2 separate regions of the Rattus norvegicus genome follow, and region 2 is linked to region 1. Evidence: chromatin contacts called from public Hi-C data. All regions are on one chromosome and are shown on one strand. The core of a region is the stretch at or near the end of the contact, and the rest is flanking DNA. Distances in the headings are between cores, read along the strand shown.

Evidence for each region. A called contact is a pair of places that touch in the nucleus more often than the background predicts.
Region 2: a contact with region 1 is called in a Hi-C map of the A7r5 cell line, with 1.5 times the contacts expected there. The contact joins two enhancer-like sites. A contact is called at or near these places in 2 of 12 Hi-C or Micro-C datasets (the A7r5 cell line and kidney).

Annotation. Positions count from the first base shown.
Region 1 is chr5:164,701,895-164,706,860 of GRCr8, forward strand. All of the region lies in intron 4 of Pex14 (peroxisomal biogenesis factor 14), which reads right to left. Among named protein-coding and RNA genes, the nearest start is that of Pex14, 110 kb to the right of the region's middle. Within about 2 kb of position 2,872, at least 8 of the 93 cell types and tissues checked have an H3K27ac peak or open chromatin away from gene starts, as enhancers often do. A contact at or near this core is called in the A7r5 cell line, where this site is marked.
Region 2 is chr5:164,767,865-164,772,816 of GRCr8, forward strand. The region is part of intron 2 of Pex14 (peroxisomal biogenesis factor 14); the gene reads right to left. Among named protein-coding and RNA genes, the nearest start is that of Pex14, 49 kb to the right of the region's middle. Within about 2 kb of position 2,032, at least 14 of the 93 cell types and tissues checked have an H3K27ac peak or open chromatin away from gene starts, as enhancers often do. A contact at or near this core is called in the A7r5 cell line, where this site is marked.

The DNA of each region.
Region 1 (4,966 bases), core at 1,622-4,121:
GGCAGGAGACCAGAACAGACACGTCCCAAGACAGACAGACGTGCAGATGACTAGTAAGCACGTGAAGGCACTGCCCTGGCCAGGCACTACAGGAAGGGAAGCCTTCAGTAGTCAGCCCTGCACACACATTAACGTCTCTGACGCCCCAGCGGGAACACAGCTGCTGCCGGGGCTGGGACTGCTGGTGGAAAAGAGTTTACCAGTTTCTGATAAGGTTAAACCTACACTTAACATACAAACCAGCAATCTCCTCCTCGGCATCCACCCAAGAGACATAAAAGCACACAGAGACTGGTACATGAATGTGCACAAGAGTTTTACTCATAATGGCTAAAAACTGGAAACAACCCAAAGTCCATCAAGTGCTGAGTGGATAAGCACGCAGCGATACCCTTCCATACGGTGGGGGTGGATGGCTCAGTATAAAATGAGCAACTTCTGACTGCACAGCAACTTGGATGCGTCTCAGCACTACTGGGGCAGAGGAGCCAGACGCCTGAGCGGACAGGCCATATGACTCCATTTGTGGAAGCTCAGGGAAAGAAATATCTAAAGGCAGCAAGGAAAGGCAGAGCAGTGGCTGCCCTGGCAGGATTGGGTGCACTGACTGGAAATAGGGCGCAAGGGACCCTTTGGGGTACTGGAAACGTTCTGCGATGTAGTGACGGTTTTGGGAAGTGCACACTCCCCTCAGATGGTACCTGTTATTTCATGTAAACCACCCTCCTGAGGTCACAGGCACACAGCCTGTGCAATGTCCCTTCAAGGTTAGCAGTGGCTGAGAGCAAAAGCCAACATTTTCCCCAACCTGTTGGTGGCTGAAACCAAGGGAGAAAGTGACCTAAGGGTTCTAACACAGCCTGAGAAGCACATGCCTGATGGCGCCCGACTCACACAGAGGAATCTAACATTTAGATGTTATAAAGCGTGATAATAAAGTAGCAAGTCCCACCCTCCTAATAAACCAGCTGAACCTTTCTAAATACCACAGCAGCCAGCCACTGGAGCCTGCACAGGCCCGGTAACCCCTGAGTGTGAGTGCTCACGCCAGCTCCAACAACACTTTACTGGGCCTAGACGATGATGAAGAGGGCAGAGACGACTGGACAGACGCAGTCCCCAGTGCCCGCCCCATTTGCCAGGCTCCCTGCAGATGGGAAGACCATGCAACCACGTTCCAGTCAGCAAGGAGGAGATGGACAGGACGTGGCGATCTTGGGGTATCCTCGGGAGGCAGCTGGTCCTTCCCTTCCTTTAGGTTGTTGGATGGCAGATGGGGCAGTAGGGGGCTGGACCTGGTGGGCAGGACAAAATGGATACCAGCGAGCTGTCAAGGCAGCAGACTTGAATCCCTAAAGGCTGCAGAGCCTTCGTGGTTGGCTAGACGACCTGTGCTTAGATAGCAGAGAAAACTCATTTTCTGAGATGTAGCACTGCCCTAGTGACATGCAAAGCCAGTCCAAGCCTCACCCTTTCAAGGCTCTGAAGACTACCTACCATTCTGGGGTTCCCAAACGTCATTCCTATGCTTTAAGTGGAAACTCTCAAGATGACTGCCACACAATACAGCAGGGACTAGTCATTTCTGTCCTTCCCCATACTCCCAGCTTCCTTGTGCATTAAATGGTGACCTCCTGAAAGCAAGTGTGTCCATTACTATTTCCACAAGCTTCCGAGAACAGCCTACATAAGTTGAACATGAGAAAGGTCTGGCTGATGGGCAGGTGACCAAATGGGCATCGTCACCAGGCAGTTTCTTCTCAGTTCTCAAGCACACCACTGGCACGGGTCACCCGGACAGCAAGCATTTTTAGACACCTGCTAAGTCAGAGCCTCAGGCCATTTGAGTTGTATAAAAGCCTCAGGACTCACAGATTAATAGAGAAGACACTGAGACAGCCATTTGCATGCAGTGTGGTGGAGAGCAGGGGCTGAGAGCCACAGGTGCCTCCATCAGGGCAGAATGACGTGCACTGGAAGGGTGCCGTCAAGAAGTGGACAGTGGGCTCCAACCTGGGGAAAATCAAAGGCGACAGGGAGGGCAAGAGAGGTTCAGAATCCGCCTCTAAATAAGTGACTTTAACATTAGTCTAAGGGCAATTTTGTTAACTAGATGGTGAAACTTCTGAAACAACTGGCTATCACAGCTGCTGGTTATCTTCTGTCAGTGTGGGCTTAGCTGTCATTTTGCCTCCTCCTCAGATACTCCAGCTTCTTGGATCACCCGGAGATCCTTAAGGTCATCATGGAGTTTCCTGTCTTCACGCTCTCATCCATCCTGTCAGACCGCTGACCCCGTTACCCGTGGGGTCAGTGAAGCACCTGCTCTCAGGGGCTCCCTCCCCTCCTGCACCAGCCTCCTTCCTGCCTGCCTCCCAGGCCCTGACAAGCTGGCTACTGTCTGCAGAGCAGTCAGGCTTGGGCTACGGCCGGGAGCCTGTTCCCCAGGTGCTCTCAGGATGAAGTAAGAACTGCAAAGTCTAGAGGAAGACCTTAAGCCACCCAGACCCTTCCCTCTGTCCTGGCCATGACACGGACAGTTTCTCTCTGCCATGTGCTCTCTGCCATTGTCACCCAACACCCCAAGCCAACAGGTCAACAGTCACAGACTGGAACTATACACCCAGAACAGCCCTTTTCTATTTCTAAGTTGACTTTCTCAAGTCTTCAGCAGTGGAAAACAGACTAAGGGGTATGTTAATAACCTGTTTGTCCCAGGGGTCTCGTGCAGTGCCTGGTACATGGGAGTCACTCAGTCATGAGCTAAGGTACTCGGGATGAGTGTGTATTACCACCCAGGGCTGTGACTGAAGCAAACTCAGAAGAATGCTCTCTCAGGACTTCTCATCAAATGACTCAAAGCTCCGAGCCAGCCCTGGGCATCTCCGGTCTATTTTAAGAAGAGGCGGCTAAAGCCCCGGCCGGCCTCTGACGGGGCTCTACTGCTCAGTGACAAACACTGGCACCCACAAAACACTGTCCCAGCCCCTGCTCACACCTCCAGGCCCCTTGGTGCTCACCTCTCTGCACAGAAACAAGAGAAATCAGCTCAGCACGAATCACAAATCACTTAGCTCAGCACGGAGCAAGCCCCAGAAGCCCACTTGCAGGGCTGTGGACACGCTCGCTCACAAGTTCTGACTCAAAGTCAAACAGAACAAAGCCAAAAGGAGAAGCAGAGGATCAGGTTTCTCTTGGATCCCAGCCGGGCTTTTCCTGAGCTCTGCCTGACTTTCTCTGCAGCCGGAGGAACACTGGTTTATCCTCACACTAGGTGACACCATGCCCCCTCAGGTGTCACCTCCTGCCACTCTCACAAAGCCTCCTGACTGCCGTAGCCCACATTAATTTTGCTCTTTTCTGTAATCTTACAGAATTTTTGTCAGTATAATTAATTTTGGCATTAAATCACAATGTCTGATGTTATTCTCTTTTTCTTAAGAGCATGTAAAATTCTCAAAGTTCATGTTTGAAACTCTCATATAATACCGAGTTGAGCATCCAGTGGGTGCTTGGGCTGAGCTGAACAAGTACCATTCTGGCAGCTCTCCTCAGCACGGGCATCAGTAACATTTCAAGGTCAAGCACGCTCCCAGAGAGCAGAGACAGCAAAAGAGGCACCCAGCAGCCCCATGGCCACTAAGCTAGGGTGGTCGGGAAATCAAGGTCTGCATATGCCAGCTCCTCCACGTGTTCTCAAGAGAGACTAAGCTGACACGGAGGTACTTGGGGCTCACCAGAGGGAAGCCCGTTTTCTGGGCGTGGGCTCAGAGATGAAATGTCCTTACACGGATGAGAAATGGGAAGGGAAGGGACGCAGTGGTTCCAGGCACAGAAGCAGGAGCACTCAGGAACAGAGGCCATAAATCCCTCCCAGACACAGATAATGCCTCGGTGATAAGCATGCAGACTGCACACCTAGTTCAGAAACTCCCCTGAGTTTGGTTGTAATTAAGGGGGTTAGAGAGGTAAAAAAAATATATAAACCCAATTAATCATTTAAATATTTAAAGTCAGATTTCCCCCCTCACTCCAGGATTAGTAGGTTTCATAACGCCAGCAGCCGACAGCCCTGGTTTTTACTGGGGTTCATTTTAGAGCATGTTTAAACTAGTCAGATTGAGTGATGCTTCCAGCAACTAATCGCATGTCAAATAAAAGATATTTTATGTAATAAATTACCGCTACAAGTAATTCAAATGTCATTTATCAGTTTTATTATCAGTCAGGCAAAGTCTTGTTTCTCTATATTAATCAAAATCAAGCTTTTTTTTTCCCCCTCTTTTTTTTTTTTTTTTTTTTTTGAGCAGTTTTGACACCTCTTGGTAAAAGTACTGAAGTGAAGAGCAGAGTCACCCAGGAGCTGAATGGAACAGTGTAACACTAGCAGAGACTGAAGCTCGGTGGTGACAACTGAAAACTCAAGTACTAAAACTGTCATTGCCACTGTTTCTGTGCTACTGTCAAATCAGGAGGAAGCCTGTTTCTAAGGAGACATGTGCTAGTTAGGCCAGGAGACTGAGACCCTCAGCCTGCAATCCTGAAGGAGGCTGGAGACTGCACACCATTGCCCCACCCAGAGAAGCATCAGTTAACTCTGCACTCGCAGAAGGCAGGCAAGCGAAGGGGGCCTGATGCCAACCCTGTGACCAACCAGAACAATTTGTCCCGAGCAGGAAGTTTTCAAGTAGCGGAGAGACCTGTTTGGTGTTAAGCCATGGGAGGAAACAGCTGGCGCAGAGCAGATGTGCGTCTTAGAAATTCTGCACCCAGCTGCCACTGCCTATCCTCAACAAATCCCATTAAACGGCTGGGCTCAGGGACACAACTCAGGAAAGTGTGGACACTTACTTAGACACTGATTAAAAAGTACGTTTATAGCCCAAAGCCTACACAACAGACTGATAGGGTTGGGCTGGGGAAGAGAAATGAGCCTCTTGCTCACCAATGGCAAAAGCCTGCTCCT
Region 2 (4,952 bases), core at 782-3,281, 65 kb after region 1:
GAGGGGGAGGGGCGCCACAGCACGCCACTCAGAGCAAAGCCACTGGAATGGCAAGAGGGGAATAACCTTGAGGTGGACATGCAGTCAGGAACCCAAGCACAGAGCCAAAGTGCCCCCTAGCCGGAGCCAGTGGAGACGCAGGCCAGAGGTGGCCGCTCGGCTAACTCAAACAGCCCAAATTAAGTGTTTTCACTCAGGGAAAATGAAATGTTTTGCAAGATGAAACAGAATGAAAATTGAGGTTTTAGGTAATTACTAGTTGGCATTTACATATCACGGGCTGGTTCAACACCTATTCATTTTCCTCTTTTATTTAAAAAATTGCTCATTAAAAATGAACAGATGACAGTGACAGGGTTTTGGGTTTTTTGTTGTTTTTTTTTTTTAAATTCTTTCTCCTCTCAGGGTTACAAAATCGAGAGGTTCACTTTAGCCCATTTATCTACAAATTAGCACACAAGCGTACACATGCAAGCATGCGTGCACACACTTCTATCTAACGTATACTAACCACGAGAAAAGGAAACAGAAGAAAGGAAAACCTGTCCACAGAGCCTGAAGTCACAAACTAGACAGTGAACTGAACTTAGGAAGGGATGGACAGTCAAGTGCCCCAGTGCTCAAAGAGTTAAAGGAAGGAGTCTCCCTCTCAGCTGGAATTTCCTGGTTGTGGTCATTGTGTCCTTCCTATTGTTGCTGTGGGTTCCAGCCCTGCAGTAATTATGCTGTGGGCCTTAATTTCCTTTGTTTTATTTTTCCTTGGTCCTTTTGTTTTTCACATTAAAGAATAAAATACCTCTGCAAAAGCACAGAAGAGTTGACACCATTCAACACAATATATTTTAGGGGCTATTGTGTAAATCTGTATTTAGGGAATTCTAAAGCATGCATTATTGACCCTGGTCTCTCTTAAAACACTGATAAATGAAGTAAAAGCCTCTATGAAAAGTGGCAACTTCACATGCGCAAAAACCACCTTTCAAAGTGAAATATCTGTCATCCACATTTTTTTCCTTGGCCCTAGTTAAAAATACTGCTCACCAGAATGCCACTGTTTTGTTGTTTTATGGGAGTAGTTCTTCCAGAGACGATTGTGGCAGGCGGACAACCACCTTATACCAACCACCACACACTACTTAGTACCAAGTGACAGTGGTCTCGGGGACCGGGTGACTTTGGAGAGGTTTTTCTGCTCAGCAGAGGACTCTGGGCCAACTTAGAGCACAGAGGAAGCTGGAGCACAGAGCAGCCAGCCGCGGGGCAGGGACCCAGATGCTGCACACTACTGAGCGTCCGTCCGTCTGTCGGCACTGCAGAAGGAGCGGAACACACAGGCTTGCTAGAGAGGAAATGAAAACCCCAGCCTCTGGGCTGAGAAGATCAAAGTTCCTTTTTAGGAAAGGTTGAGAAGGAAAAGGATTTCTCCTCTAGGCGGAAAGAAAAGCACATTTAAATGCCTTGTCCCCACGCATCCCCACCTGAATTTCCACAGCAACCCCTCTAATTTCTGATGCAGTCAACAAAGCAGTTACCCAAAGAGGGGAGAAAAAAAGGATGACATTTGCCTTTTCCTTGGCTTTGAAATCCAACTGGCAGCAGATTGTTTGAAGTCCTGTTTAGAGAAGGAACTGTAATAGCCTCCATACTGAAAAGAGGAGGGAAATGCCATCATACACGGATCACGGGAGCAGGGACCTCAGCAGAGAAGGCAAGCGGGCTGGCACGCCAGGAGCAGAAATAAAAGGCTTATGTGTCAGAGCTGAGTGGCAAGAGTTGGGGACTTGGTCCCGGGGAGCACTAAGGAGAGCAGGGAGCTCAAAGCCCAGAGCAGTGTCTCTCCATAGCTCCTTGCCTGCTCCTTTCCTCGTCCCCTGCTCCTGTAATTTCAATATCCCACTAACTCCCTGCACTGTTAAAGAGGAAGGAGAAAACACCCAGGCTTTGTGTTGTAAAATTAATGAAGGTGTCAAGCTGTTGAGTTGAATCACTCCAAAGGAATGTAATGACTCAGTGTCCACGCTGCTCCTCAGGAGGACCGTGAGCTCACAATGAAGGTGGTGTGTGACTCCAGCACTAAAGCTGTGCAGCACACAGTCCCCAGGACCTTCCTGGTAATACCTAGGTTCTTCCTCTCCGCTGCTTGCCGAATTTATGCTTTATCACTGCTCCGCTCAGGTGCTTACCTCATGGAGAACTACTCCAGCTCCCACTTCTCCTCAAGTCTGGGCCAGATGAAGTTCTCTCCTGTCATGCATGACTAAGCTGTGGTATGGCCGTGACAGGGACAAAGAAAGGTTGTGTCCCTGAAAGTGGCAACCTTAAGCATTAAGTCATCCCTAGGGCTAGACACAAAATAAATGACAACCAGGTGGCGTGTGGAGCACTCCCTCTGGAGGGCTTGACACCTTCTGTTCACAGGGCAAGATGGGCTTGTGCGTTCCGTGGGAGAGGATCTTCAGGTCAGGAAGCTCTGTCTCCATTACATGCACTGGCAGGCCCAGAATTCACAGCCCTTCTGCCTCGGCCTCCCAAGATGCTGACGTTACAGGAGTGTGCTGAAATGTCTGTATAAACTAAAACCTTCTGAGGAGTCACTAACCAGCACCTCTGACAGATAGCTAAGGGGTGAAAGGGCTAATAATGGGCAACTAGGATTTGAATTTAAAAAAAAGAAAAAGACCAGCCGCAGCCTATAAACAGCTTACGTTCCATGACTCTGGGGCTAGGGAGATGGACACCTCAACAGTTAAGAGGACTGGACTCCACTCCCAGCACCCATGCCAGGGCTCATAACTCCAAGTCCAGGGGAGCCAACCCTCTCCTGAATCTGCAGACACCAGGCACACAAGTAGTACATAGATATACATGTAGACAAAACACTCACACACATTAAAGAAAATTAATTGGTTAATTAAAGAAAGTAAAAATTAGAAGATGGCCTTCAGATCCACCAAGCAGCAGACCTGTGGCTGACCCATGATGACCAAGCCCTGATCCCTGCTGCTGCTGCTGCTGCTGCTGCTGCTGCTGCTGCTGCTGCTGCTGCTGCTGCTGCTGCTGCTGCTCCTCTATGGCCCAAGAGAAAAGCAGCAGTGTGACTTCCAGAAGTGTGATCGAAACAGAGAGGGCAGGGCCAGCCTGAGGACTCTCAAACTTAGAGTAAAATACAGGAGTTGAAAATGTACTGCTCAAATGGTGGCATGTGAGCAGCATCTCTTGAGGGAAGTGCCCTCCTCAGCACACACAGGCCTAGACGGCGGCATCAGATGACCTCATATCCCATGAAACAAGTTCATGGCTAGGTCATACACACCAATAACACAGTCCCTAACACAAGTCCCATGTCTGTAGACAACTCCCTAAGTGTCCCATCCAAACTGTCCAACACAGCGGGAGGGACCTCTGATGCCCAAGAGGAAGAGGTACTGAATGAAGTAAGGAAAGGACAACTGCTGTTCACACCCATGCCAGACCCGTGCCAGGGGGCCCTTTTCAGTATGAAGGTGCAAATTATTTAAAAAAACACCTCAAGCAGGTCTTCTATTAAACTTCAATTTATATATCTTTAGCTCAGCAAGGAAGTCCACATCACACAGGGTAACAGTTCTCAGGGCTTGGAACCACCCAGCAACCTTTCACTCCCGTTATTAACAACTCCAGCTATTAAGAGATATATACACATGGGGTTGGGGATTTAGCTCAGTGGTAGAGCGCTTGCCTAGCAAGCGCAAGGCCCTGGGTTCGGTCCCCAGCTCCAAAAAAAAGAAAGGAAAAAAAAAAAAAAAGAGAGAGAGATATACACATATGGGGCAGGGGAACAGTGGCCGAGGGAGAAGTGGCAACAGTAGCATGTGGTGGCACCAGCCTTTAGCCCTGAACTTGGAGGGCAGAGGCAGGCACATCTGTGTGAGTTCTAGGACAGCCCGGTCTATGTGGTAAGACCTTGTCTGGAAAAAAAAAAAAAAAAGATCCCACAAAGGCCTACCAGAGCCCTGTTGGGCACAGAGTTGTGTCCTCTCCACAAAGGTGAAAGGAGCTTCTGCACGTTGGTCTGATGCTCTTACAGTCACGCACATCCAGGGCAGGTCAAATGAGCAGGCAGTGCACACACCATCACTGCCAACTTCACACAGTTCTCACCATTAAGAGCCAGCTTTATTGAGTAGCCTTCTCAAAATCAATGGTAACTCATTTCAAACTCCAGCTCTGCGTGGGGGACAGACGGAAGTTCACTCCTGTTATCCAAAGAATTATGAATCACCACCCTGCTCTGTGGTCTTAATTCCTTGCACTCTCTTTCTAGGGTAAGATACTTGAAAATCATACGCGTCCCCGAAATGTCCTCAAACTAGCTTCCTGAAACACCGTCGCTCAACGCCTTTTGCTCGCTCCCCCTTCTCTCTCTCCCTGACTGTTTGAACACATGGACATGGAGTTATTAACTTTTACAGGAAAGACAAATAAAATAACGTCGGAGCGAGAGGGAGCGCGGTGATGTCAGTCTGCAGCGAGCACCACTCATCTGGGGGAATCTGATTAGCTCTCGAGTGGCAGAGCTACCTGGAAAAGTGCTCACAATCAAATAAAAAAATGATACCAAAACATTAACCTGATGGCTAAAAACTCCACATTTAAACAGTTAAAGTAATAAAGGAGCTTTTATTGAGTATTTTTTATATTTCATTATGCTTCAAATTGACGAGGACTCCCGGATACATTTTCTAGACTTTTGCTTCCTCAAATCAAATGCTCTCTTTGACTTTTTTTTTTTTTTTTTGTAACTGAAAGGAAACAGCATTTCTTGTAAATTTTGAAAGGATTAAAGCTTCTACGACATGGGCATCGGCCTTGAGTGAAACACAGCCACGGCCACAGCCACGGCCACGGCCAGAAACCTCAACCCGCTCACCAGACAGCAGAGCATTTCTCTCTGTCACTTTCTCTAAACTTTA